Linked DNA regions of Mus musculus: regions 1, 2 and 4 are each linked to region 3. Evidence: chromatin contacts called from public HiChIP or PLAC-seq and promoter capture Hi-C data. All regions are on one chromosome and are shown on one strand. Each heading gives the region's core, a stretch centred on a gene start, on an enhancer-like site or on the middle of the called end of the contact. The rest is flanking DNA. Distances are from core to core; before and after follow the strand shown.

Region 1 (2,700 bases), core at 173-2,672, 170 kb before region 3:
GGGTATTTTAAGCACTGAGCCATCTCTCCAGCCCTACAGAGAGAGTTTGAGAAATCATCGGAACCCAGAGAGATGAAGATTATCTGACATTTTAAAGAGCTCGGATTGGGCAGATAAGTAGATCTTACTCAGAGACTAGGCATTGAGATTCCCTGTAACAGACTAAGTTTCAGCTCCTTTGCCACAGAGATTAAGGCCAAGCATCTCAGAGCATCCACAGTAAGCCTCATGTTCTGTTTTGCATGTCCTTAAATTGGGTGTTATTTTAAGCAAATGAGGCTTGGGGACTTTTTCCTAGCTGTTGTACAAAAGTAACAAACATAAAGCAACTCTGCCATCAGTTACCTGGACTGAGGAGCTCTGAGGAGCTGCCCGATGACAGCCTAAAGCTGACAGCCAATTCAGGCCTCCTACTTCCCGGCTCACAGCTTTCTATACCAAAGATCACATTTTGTCAAGGTCACCAAAGGGCAGATGCCATTGAAGTGTGCACAAAGATATTTCAAGTATAGAAACTAGAAGGCAGACTGATGGCTGACACACACTCCTCTTTCTGCAGACGGCTGACTACTTCCTTAAATATTCAGCTTTGGTTAAACAAACTGCATGTCATAAGGAAATTGGCTTATCACTTGGACAAACAAAAACCATTTACTCTAAAACCAAGGCCCGCATGTCGGAGTGGTCACTGACAGCATGGTACCTCCAGCACATTCCTAAAGCACAGCCAAGACTTCTTGACTGAAAGATGGACTTCCCTAGATTACAGGACTCATGGATGAACATAAGCACTGAGTCCAGCTACGGCGATAAAACAAGAGTCCTGTGCTCTCTCTGACGTCTACTGACATACCTTGCAAGTGCTCCGACCTGAGCTACATCCTCAGCCCTATGCTTTAGTTTTTACTTTGAGACAAGGTCTCACTGTTACCCAGACTGGCCTTGAACTTGTAATTATTCTTCCTTCCAAGTAACTGGGATTATGGGCTAACCACCAAAAAGATGCAATCAGAGTTCCGCAAGGAAACCCATCTGTGTGATAAACCACACATGGTAAACAGGCTTTGCTTTGTGCACATGTACTGCACACATATGCACATTTGTGCATTTGTGACCATGGGGCACTGTGTGGCTGTCCAAAGACAAGGACTAAAACAATGACAACTGAAACATCAGCACTTGGGCAGGGCTCATCTCCTGTAGAGCCACCAGATCTGAAGCAGAGATCAGTCCTGCAGTGGCCTCTGCTTGATCAGTGGAGAACTGGGTGGTACAGAGCAGAAATCTCCAGCCTGAAGGCCTCGTAAGGTAATCCCTGTGAAGCCCAGCTCCCAGCATCGTGTCAAAGTTCAAGCAAATGAACAAGCCTTTTCAGAACACATGCCACCTTACTTTCTTTCTTGGACCCGTGTGCCTAAGGGGTGGAGGGACCCTTAGTCACCCAGTGTGCTGGCAGCCTGGTGCAACAGCAGCTATTTGGCAACTCTGTGCAACTGAATGTAATTATTAAATGAGCAAACGGATGACAAATGGCAAGAATCCTGTGACTCAGCTAGCGCCCAGGCAAAGGGTACGTGAACACTGAGAGCTACACACTGAACAGGTAGAGGCCGAGCACACCATTAGACACCTGTTAGTCTCTACTTTCCAGCACCAAAGCACACCAACATGTGCTGCTAAGCAAACAAGCAATTTGCAATCTCTCTCCCCCACTAACCAAAGGAGTGAAAGCAACTTTGGTTTGCTCTCTGCCGCCACGCCAAAGATGGCCACTTGGAAGTAGGCAGGGGCATCCAGCCTTGTCTGCCAGCAGAAGTGGGCTCCTTACCTGCTGTCACCTGGGCTCAGCCCCTGCTCCAATATGCCCGTAGAAGAGAAGACAGGCCCACCCCCTGAGCTGCTGTCAGCCCTAGAGCTCTGAGAAGGGGGCTCTGGGCCTGCTGGAGCCAAGGCGTTGCCATCCGTGGGCGGGAGTGGCGGCTGGAAAGCGGGGGCTATGTGCTTTCTATTTAGAGTGCCACCCCGCCGGTGGGCCTGGAAGTCCATTAGCTTCACACCAAAGCTACACAGAGAGAAGAAACAGTCAACACACCACACATGCCGACTAGAGAGACAGAAGCCCGCAGGTTCTCACTGTTAAAACCACTGAAGGGACGCCGCCCACGTTGCCCAGCATGCAGGTAAGTGGCAAGACATGTCAGCGGTCATCCCAGTTACCAAAGCAAGCACCTGGTTCTGGCTTTGAACCCTAGCAAAGCCAACCTCACACACTGATCAACAGATGCCCCTGAGCAGGTGGTGTGTGCAGCTGAGAGCAAGCAGGCAGCCTCATGTCGAGTGACACAGTTCTGTGCCGATCGATCGATCGAGTTCCCATCTCACATGTGAGGAGGTGGAAGCCACATCCATAAGCACACCAGTGGCTGTGCAAGGCCACACCACTGCCCCTGAGCTTGCAGGAGACACAGACGCAACTGTGTGTATGTGTGCATTTGGCTGAAAGCTATGGATAGCTGGAAAAAACAGTTGGTTTCTGGTAGGATGGCGTCTGGAGGATGGGGCAGAAGGAACACACTCTTCATTCAGAGCATTAGGGTCTGCATTGCCAAACCTAATTTTCTTTTTTTTTTTTTTTAAGATTTATTTATTATTATATGTAAGTACACTGTAGCTGTCTTCAGACACAAAAGAGGGTGTCAG
Region 2 (2,700 bases), core at 6-2,505, 210 kb before region 3:
ATTCAATTTCTAGCACTGTTTTTTGTTTTTTGTTTTGTTTTGTTTTTTTTTTGTTTGTTTTGTTTTGTTTTAAATATCTCCAGGCATGGTTGTGCTTCTAGCACTTGAGAGGCAGAGGCAGAGGCAGGCTGAGTTGAAGGTCTACAAAGTGAGTTCTAGGACAGTAAGGGACACATAGAGAGAGCCTATCTTGAAATCTCCCCCTCAGAAAACCAAAAGCATTTAGTAAAAAACCAAAAGTTTTTAAGTATAAAGTTAAGTAGAAAGGCAGGTTTGCTTAAATAGAAAAAAAAAAAAAACCACATTACAGAAATTCGGCCTACATCTAAACTAGGATGGAGAACATCCTGTCTCATGTCTGGGGTAGTGACATGGCTCAGCTGGGAAAGGTGCTTGCTGCCAAGCCTGGCAACTTGAATTTGATCCTCACACCCACATGATGGAAGGAGAGAGTCAACTTGTGCAAGCTGTCCTCTGACTTCCACATTTGTGCTGTGGCATGCAGTCGTTATGTGCACACACACACACACACACACACACACACACACACTCATGAACACACACCTGAAACACAATAGTTAGGTACAGAACCCTGTCTAGACTCAAATGCCTCCACAGTCTGCCCCTCCCCAAGTCCTCGTCCTCATTGTTTCCCATGGAGAAGCCAAAAAGATACTCTGTGCTTCTGACTTCAGTGGTCATGGGAGAGATGGGCGGGGCTGGTAGCCAAGCTGAGGAGGCAAATGCCCAAGGCCACCTGGGGGCTACAAGCGTTTTCAACCCCCAGGTAACCACGATGCCAGAATATCTAAGGCGGCGCTTTGGGGGCAACAGGATCTCCATCACCCTGGCTGTGCTCTACCTGTTCATCTACATCTTCACCAAGATCTCGGTAAGGTGGACACACAGCCTAGCCATGCTCCTACGGCACGGTGAGAGGCTAACCGAGTGCATGCAAGGCATTTCTTCCATATCACTTCTCTCTGGGGCAGGTTTGATGTTAGAGGGGATAGAGAGAGGGGAGGAGGCAGAAGAATCATGAATAAAGGCCAGGCAGAGGCAAGGAATCCCTCCCTAGGCCTGCCAAAGTTTGTTTGGTGACATCTCAGCATGAACAGAGATCCAAGAACCACCCCCACTTCCTTGCCCTGTGACCTTCCTCCAGAAACGAGAGAGTGGGCAGATCTTAATCAGATGTGCTGGGGACTGCCTGGGCATGCCTCACGCTGACCTTTGGATGGGCTAGTCTCCAGGAAGGTGGCAAACACCACATGCACTGTAGCCTCCAGGCTGGACTGCTCAGCAGGATCAGCTCAAGATGTCACCCCTGGGGGTGGTGATACTTTTGTCCTACATGGATGTCTGTCCTGCAGGGGCAGAAGACATCCCATCTAGTACAAACAGCAGCAACTGACTGTGTCCTGGCTGCAGACTCAAGGCACTCTTTTTAGAATGCTTCCTTATAGTCTGGCACAAGGTGAGTGTCGTCTTAGGCACAGTCCACCAGTTGGAAAGAGGTGTGTCACCATTCCCGATGGCTATACTAACACAAGCTAAAGCTGGAAGATGCATGAAATTATGATGTGTTAAGAGGCAGAGCCCAAAGCCCTAGAGATACAGAGTGAATAAAGAATATGAGGTTACCAACTGGCCAGCATTGAAGGGCCTGGTGTGCAGCTCTTGCTTGCCTACTATGGATGATGTGAGAGCCACACAGGTGAACGAGATCACCCTGGCTGGAACACACAGGTCACAGTGTGGAGGAGGACAGGTAGGAAGAGAGCAGAAGTGGGGAGGCCATGAGGTTGTTGCCAGAGTGCAGGGCAGGTCTCTCAAACTTAACTGCCCACGGGGCTTCATTTTGAGCCCCCTCCCTTCATCTTAGGATGAGATGCATGAGGAAATAATGTGTGTAGCTTTTCTGTATTTGTTAGAGTTTGAAAGAGAGTCTGGTCATGGGGAGTTGCTGGGAATGCCCATCATAATCTATTCTCCTCTTCAATCACTCACCCATTCCCTGTCCCATGCATCCACCTACTTCCTCGTCCATCCATCCATCTGTCCATCCATCCATCTGTCCATCCATCCATCCATCCATTCATCCATCCATCCATCTATCCATCTGTCTGCCCACTCTGTCATCCATCCATCCATCCATCCATCCATCCATCCATCCATCCACTCCTTCATCCATCTATCCATGCATCCATCCATCCACTCATCCATCCATCCATCCATCCACCCATCCACTCATCCATCCATCCATCCATCCATCCATCCATCCATGCATCCATGCATCCATCCATCCATCCACTCCTCCATCCATCCATGCATCCACTCCTTCATCCATCTATCCATGCATCCATCCATCCATGCATCCATCCATCCATGCATCCATCCATCCACTCCTTCATCCATCTATCCATGCATCCATCCATCCACTCATCCATCCATCCATCCACCCATCCACTCATCCATCCATCCATCCATCCATCCATCCATCCATCCATGCATGCATCCATGCATCCATCCATCCATCCATCCACTCCTCCATCCATCCATGCATCCACTCCTTCATCCATCTATCCATGCATCCATCCATCCATGCATCCATCCATCCATGCATCCATGCATCCATCCACTCCATCCACTCCTTCATCCATCTATCCATGCATCTATCCATCCATCCATCCATCCATC
Region 3 (2,700 bases), core at 42-2,541:
GCATGCTGTAAAGATTGGACCCTCCTCATGGAGTGTTCTCCAGGTGAACCTGAGGCAATGTATGCAAGGCTCTTAGCCAGCTGCTGGCACTGTAACATCCGAGTGTGCATTCTAAGGTTGGTGGACGTTAATACATATGAACTCTTGCCCGTGGGTGTCTATATGGGTATTACAGGTCTGTGGGGAAGGGGAACTGGTATAGCTCATGGGGTGTCCCCCCCCCCCCGCTGTAAGTTTTATAGCTTTGAAGGGAAAGGTTTCCTGGCAGTTGGGAGCCAAGGGATACCACAAAGCCATTCTGCATGACAAATTTCATACAAGAGATTTATTAGAAGGGAAAAACCCAGGAGGGTGGCTACCTCTGCTCAGACAAGAAGCGGCAGAGAACTGAGCAGAAGACAGGCTTTATTTTGGGCTTAGGGGTAGGGGAACAGAACTTTCCAGGGTAGAACTTTCCAGGGTGGGGATTAGTGGGACTTCAAATCCTGATCTTGGGCTTTTTACTCTGTAGGGCGGAGCTGGGCCACCTGAGTGGTGATTATAGCAGTTGGAGATCCTCAGGGGCAGGGCCTGGCCACTCGCACGCCATGAGGGGCTTACACATATATTCTGAGTTCATGGACTCTGGCATTTTTGTACTGTATCTGGAGCTACCTTGAGTCCTTTTCATTTCTTCACTCATTGAAGCCCTGTAAGGATGCCATGCCATTAGCTCAGTCGCTGTCATTTGCCGATGAAACAGTGAAAGTGACTCGAGCTCAGTGGCACTCAATTGCGTGGTTAGCTCTTGGCTTGTACAAGCTGAGCTGGGGTGTCAGTGCAGGCAGTGTGAGCAGAGGGGTGCATCTCACTGGTGGTTCCCTGGCTTTGGGTAGGTAAGCCCGTAGGTCCTACTCCTACTCATCCCCAGGTTTCCAAAGTCCACCAGCTTTACCATACACAACAGTGCCATATTGTCCCTACTGCCTTAGGCAGCCAGCAGCCATCATCAGCTCACACACTCGCTGGGTCAGGTGATCAGGGTATTTGTGGAAAAGGTCCTGGGTGGGAAAGAGACCCACGAGGATGGTGGAATGTCAATGGTAGCGGAGCTGGCTGTTACTGAGTGTGCAGTGTCTCCTGCTGGGACCTTCCTCAGGCCTGAGCACTCATGCACATGATACAAGCTAACCACGCCTTTCCTGTTGCTGGCACTAAGCCCAGCAATCATTGATCCCACGTGGCCCTTGCCCTGTTGAGATTAGAAAAAAAAAGTTGACTCTTCTGGGCCACCTCCCATTCGGGCTTTATTGCTTTCTGGACACCTTTGGTGAATGTCCCCAGTCCTTTAAAAGCGCAGAGTCCGCTAGACTCTACCTCCAGTCTGTGACCTAGAGATAAGTGAGTACAATCTAGGGCAGCCGGCGAAGCTCCTGGTAGCTCTGGCTCGGATCTTCTTGAGCAGATGTCTGGGGAGGTGAGTCTGTTGCCTGGGCAAGGGCACTAAGGATTTGGTCAAGGCTGGGGGTGGGGGCTTTTGTCTTGGGGCCTCTGCCACCCATGTTTCCTGTCTTTTTTTCCCCCTACGGCAGACACCAATGTGTAGTATGGACCTACCTGAGGTCAAGGTGAAGACCAGCATGGCTGGCAGATGCCGTGTGTTCTGGTATGAGCAATACGTACAACCATGTATAGTGGAACTTGTGGGCTCCGCTCTCTTCATCTTCATCGGATGTCTATCGGTCATTGAGAATAGTCCGAATACTGGGCTCCTGCAGCCTGCCTTGGCTCATGGGCTGGCCTTGGGGCTCATCATTGCTACCTTGGGGAACATCAGGTGAGACCAGACCTCATCATTAGCTTAGTGCCAATCTGGGGAATTCTTGGGCACCCACTTATGGTCTTACAAACGTGGGGGTGGGTCATCTAGCTCTGCAGTCTGTGAAGACTATTAAATAGGAGTCATACTGTTACTACATGTTAAAGTTAGCTTCGAGCCAACATATACCCATTGCTAGCTATTGCCTCTGCTCTATACTGAGCATGATTCAGATATTTGATTCTAGTGACAAACTTAAGAAATAGGTTCTGTTATTTCCCGTTTTATATTTGCAAAAGAGAAAAGTCCACATCACTGAGATGAGGTATTTGCTACCAGGTGGTGGAGCCAGGAGTCAAATTCAAGCTGTCTGGCTTAGTGTCCAAAGCCGAGGGATTGTCTTGGGGAGATGGGATCGTGGGGTGCTCAGTATTCACTACTGTTGCTGCTACTCTTTGGGAGTGAATTGGAAAAAGCAAAGCGCCGGGTTTTTGTCCACTGCGATGCACAGAAAGTGCAGGGGCTTCAACCTGACAAGAGTGTTTTGTTTTGTTTTGTTTTTTAGAGGCAGAAAAATGACCATCCCTTGGTTTTTTATCTGGGTAGGAGCCCAGTAGAATGGGTTGATGGGAGGTGGGCTGTTTCCCAGAAGAGCCAGCTGTAATGGTAGACATTCCGATTGGGTCATCTGACAGGGGGACTGGGATAGGGCTGTTCTCTATCTCACTCGAAATCAGATCTGAGTGAGGACATTGAGTTACTGCCCTCTGGGAAGAAACAATGGACAGTTTATTATCTCTTTAAATGGGTGGGTGGGGGTGCAGGAGTTCTGGGCAGGGTGAAAGGCACATGACCTTCTATCTAGGTAGGCCTGGTGGCTTCCTGGCTGGGCAACCAAGGCG
Region 4 (2,700 bases), core at 106-2,605, 240 kb before region 3:
AGAACTTCAGCCAATAGATTCATGCTATTGATAAATTATCCAGGGGCTGCAGAGGTGACTCTGTCATGAATACCACTTGCTACTCTTGCAAAGGGCCTGGGTTCAATTTACACCACTCATATCAGGCAGGTCACAATTGCCTACAACTCCAGTGTCAAAGGATCTGACATCTTCTTCTAGCTCTGCAGACACTTGCATGTACCCGGTGCACATACACTCAGGCACATACATGTACACATAAAACAATCCTTTAAATTTTATGCAGGCTAAGGTGTTTTGTTACAGCTGCAGTAACGGACCAAGCAGCCTTGAAGCCACCCTGTACTTTGCCCAGGCAGAGCCCTTGCCTTCACACTCCTTGCCCATCTCCGCCTGCTACTTGAGCACTCTGTCCTCAACTGCTCAAGCTACTTCATTGTGATTATCAGCATTTTACTGCAGAGCTGGGAATGGAACCTGGGCCCTCGTGCACACAAGACAAGTGCTCTGCCACCAGGCTGCATGCCCAGGCCCTCCACTTCTTTATTAAAAATTCTTTAATTGCATTATTTAACCTGGGGCAAAGATGTGCACTGGGGATACTGATCTTTCAGAATGTGAGAGATTTTGACCATGACTATTTGTGCCATGGGACACCTAGTTTGTCCAGATGCACAAATGCTGCAATGGACAGAACTACCTCATAGCTAAGGCTTTCAGACACTCCAGATAGTCATGGGGGCAAAAACCATGCTTGTAAGTATATGAGTCTAGAACCTTCTCCAATTTATGGAAGACACTAGTGGATTTGTTTTGTTTTTGTTTTATGAAACAGGGTCTCTCTACATAGCCTTGGCTTTCCTGAAAGTAACTACATAGACCAGGTTGACCTTGAACTCATAGAGATCCTCCTGTCTGTGCCTCCCAATTCCTGGGATTGAAGGCATGTACCACTACGCTTACATGTCCTTGTTTTTAATATTCATTGCATCATCTAAAATATGTTCCTTAGGGCTCTTTCTTAAATTGGAAGCATGGTATATCATAATGATAGTTCAATTTATAAATTTAAATATTTGCCTGCCTTCCTTCCTTCCTTCCTTCCTTCCTTCCTTCCTTCCTTCCTTCCTTCTTTCCTTCCTTCTTTCTTTCCTTCCTTCACTGGTCAGTTTTTCATTCACTTGTCACAAGCTGGACTCATCCGGGAAAAGGGAACCTCAATCAAGTAAATGTCCCTGTAAAGCTGGCCTCTAGGACAAGACTGGGAGCATCTTTTTAACTGATGACTGCTGAGGGAGGACCTGACCCTACTGTGAGTGGTGCCTGGGCAGGTGGCCCTAGGGTGTATAGGAAAGCAAGCAGGGAAGACAGGAGGAACAACCCACTAAGCAGCATCCCTCCGTAGCCTCTGCTTGAGTTTCTGACTTGGCTTCCCTCAGTGGTCCATGACCCAAGATATGTAAGTCAAACGAACCCTCTCCTCCCCAAGCTGCCTGTGGCCGAGGCTGATTGCAGCAATGGAAAGCAAGCAAGGGCTGCTTCTCTTTTGGTTTCATTTTACAGTGCTGGGGCCTGTCTCAGCAGGCAGCAATGGGGGTAGACGGCATGCCTCCTCGCACAGCCTATCTTCTGAATTCCTCCACATAAGACACTCCTTTCCTCACCCACCTTGCAGGAAATAGTAAACACATAGTAAAGAAACAGGAGGCTGGGTGGTGGTGGTACACGCCTTTAATCCCAGCACTTGGGAGGCAGAGGCAGGTGGATTTCTGAGTTCGAGGCCAGCCTGGTCTACAAAGTGAGTTCCAGGACAACTAGGGTTATACAGAGAAACCCTGTCTCGAAAAAGAAAGAAAGAAAGAAAGAAAGAAAGAAAGGAAGGAAGGAAGGAAGGAAGGAAGGAAGGAAGGAAAGAAAGAAAGAAAGAAAGAAAGAAAGAAAGAAAGAAAGAAAGAAAGAAAGAAAGAAAGAAAGAAAAGGAACAGGAAATACTGACCATGATGGTGACTATATTTGTGCAATGATGACGTTCAAGCATCTACACTTGCTGTCAAACAGGCAGCTAGTCTTGGTGGCACAGACTTGTGATCTCTGTACTCAGGGGACTCAGCTATAGGGTTGCAAATTGAAGATTAGCTGTGCAATGGAGTGAAAGCCCCTGGCAGGTTCTTGGTAACCACAAACTTGTTTTGTGTCCTATGTGCAGCATTGCACAGCTTGTTCAGCTTCTCAGGGCTGATAAGGGACAGGGCAGCAATGTGCCTCCATAGCTGGAATTCTTTTTACTTTCTCTCCCTCCTTCTCTCCCTCCCCCTCCCCCCTCCCTCCCTCTTTCCTTCCCTCCCTCCCGTTTCTCAACCCTTCCTTCCTTTGGTATTTATACAAGTTCATGGGTGTTGCAAATATGTGTGCATGTTTATTCGCCCGAAGTCAATTTGGATCTAGTTCAGTAGTCTTTCCTTAGGAACCATCCACATTGTTTTTTTGTTTGTTTTTGAGATAGTGTCCAGAGGGACCTGTGACTATTAGGCTAGCCTGAATGGCCAGCAAACCTCAAAGATCCTCCTGTTGCTGCCTCCCGAGAGCTGAGATGACAAGATTGTATCACTATGGCCAGACTTTTCGTGTTGTTTTGTTTTTTCCCTGGGGACAGAGAATCAAGTTCATGCAGAGAGCACTTCACTGATTATCCCAGCTCCCAGAGCATGAATCCTTAAAGGT

The links. Promoter capture Hi-C pulls out the DNA fragments that hold promoters and counts their contacts. HiChIP or PLAC-seq counts read pairs in DNA pulled down with a chosen protein or histone mark.
Region 1: a contact with region 3 is called in a promoter capture Hi-C map of hippocampal neurons, with 2.5 times the contacts expected there. The contact joins the enhancer-like site here to the promoter of Aqp8 in region 3. A contact is called at or near these places in 19 of 39 promoter capture datasets (the 3T3-L1 cell line, 3T3-L1-derived adipocytes, the C10 cell line and 12 more), 1 of 15 datasets of contacts at CTCF or cohesin (the G1E-ER4 cell line), 62 of 484 Hi-C or Micro-C datasets (B cells, the Ba/F3 cell line, CD8 T cells and 27 more), 5 of 115 datasets of contacts at active chromatin or transcription factors (embryonic stem cells, extraembryonic endoderm stem cells, pancreatic cancer cells and 2 more) and 5 of 9 other capture datasets (adipose tissue, embryonic stem cells, liver and 2 more).
Region 2: a promoter capture Hi-C map of the HPC-7 cell line shows a contact between it and region 3. The contact joins the enhancer-like site here to the promoter of Aqp8 in region 3. A contact is called at or near these places in 9 of 39 promoter capture datasets (the C10 cell line, the HPC-7 cell line, cranial neural crest and 6 more), 4 of 484 Hi-C or Micro-C datasets (the G1E-ER4 cell line, embryonic stem cells, extraembryonic endoderm stem cells and 1 more), 5 of 115 datasets of contacts at active chromatin or transcription factors (embryonic stem cells, extraembryonic endoderm stem cells and stem cell-derived neural progenitor cells) and 4 of 9 other capture datasets (adipose tissue, embryonic stem cells, liver and 1 more).
Region 4: an H3K27ac HiChIP or PLAC-seq map of extraembryonic endoderm stem cells shows a contact between it and region 3. The contact joins the enhancer-like site here to the promoter of Aqp8 in region 3. A contact is called at or near these places in 17 of 39 promoter capture datasets (the C10 cell line, the HPC-7 cell line, Sertoli cells and 11 more), 1 of 15 datasets of contacts at CTCF or cohesin (the NIH/3T3 cell line), 62 of 484 Hi-C or Micro-C datasets (the AML12 cell line, B cells, the Ba/F3 cell line and 41 more), 19 of 115 datasets of contacts at active chromatin or transcription factors (the 230-238 cell line, acute myeloid leukemia, astrocytes and 6 more) and 5 of 9 other capture datasets (adipose tissue, embryonic stem cells, liver and 2 more).

The regions. Positions count from the first base shown.
Region 1 is chr7:123,292,644-123,295,343 of GRCm38.p6, forward strand. Arhgap17 (Rho GTPase activating protein 17) reads right to left here. Exons shown (of 20, transcript NM_144529.2): 17 at 1,829-2,062. Among named protein-coding and RNA genes, the nearest start is that of Arhgap17, 76 kb to the right of the region's middle. Within about 2 kb of position 1,423, at least 23 of the 459 cell types and tissues checked have an H3K27ac peak or open chromatin away from gene starts, as enhancers often do. A contact at or near this core is called in the HL-1 cell line, hippocampal neurons, pancreatic cancer cells and 1 more, where this site is marked.
Region 2 is chr7:123,247,151-123,249,850 of GRCm38.p6, forward strand. It overlaps Slc5a11 (solute carrier family 5 (sodium/glucose cotransporter), member 11), which reads left to right. Exons shown (of 17, transcript NM_146198.2): 7 at 788-892. Among named protein-coding and RNA genes, the nearest start is that of Slc5a11, 34 kb to the left of the region's middle. Within about 2 kb of position 1,256, at least 11 of the 459 cell types and tissues checked have an H3K27ac peak or open chromatin away from gene starts, as enhancers often do. A contact at or near this core is called in the HPC-7 cell line, where this site is marked.
Region 3 is chr7:123,461,003-123,463,702 of GRCm38.p6, forward strand. It overlaps Aqp8 (aquaporin 8), which reads left to right and starts at 1,292. Exons shown (of 6, transcript NM_001109045.1): 1 at 1,292-1,456; 2 at 1,572-1,816. The coding sequence starts at 1,445.
Region 4 is chr7:123,225,011-123,227,710 of GRCm38.p6, forward strand. The region is part of intron 1 of Slc5a11 (solute carrier family 5 (sodium/glucose cotransporter), member 11); the gene reads left to right. Among named protein-coding and RNA genes, the nearest start is that of Slc5a11, 11 kb to the left of the region's middle. Within about 2 kb of position 1,356, at least 9 of the 459 cell types and tissues checked have an H3K27ac peak or open chromatin away from gene starts, as enhancers often do. A contact at or near this core is called in CD8 T cells and extraembryonic endoderm stem cells, where this site is marked.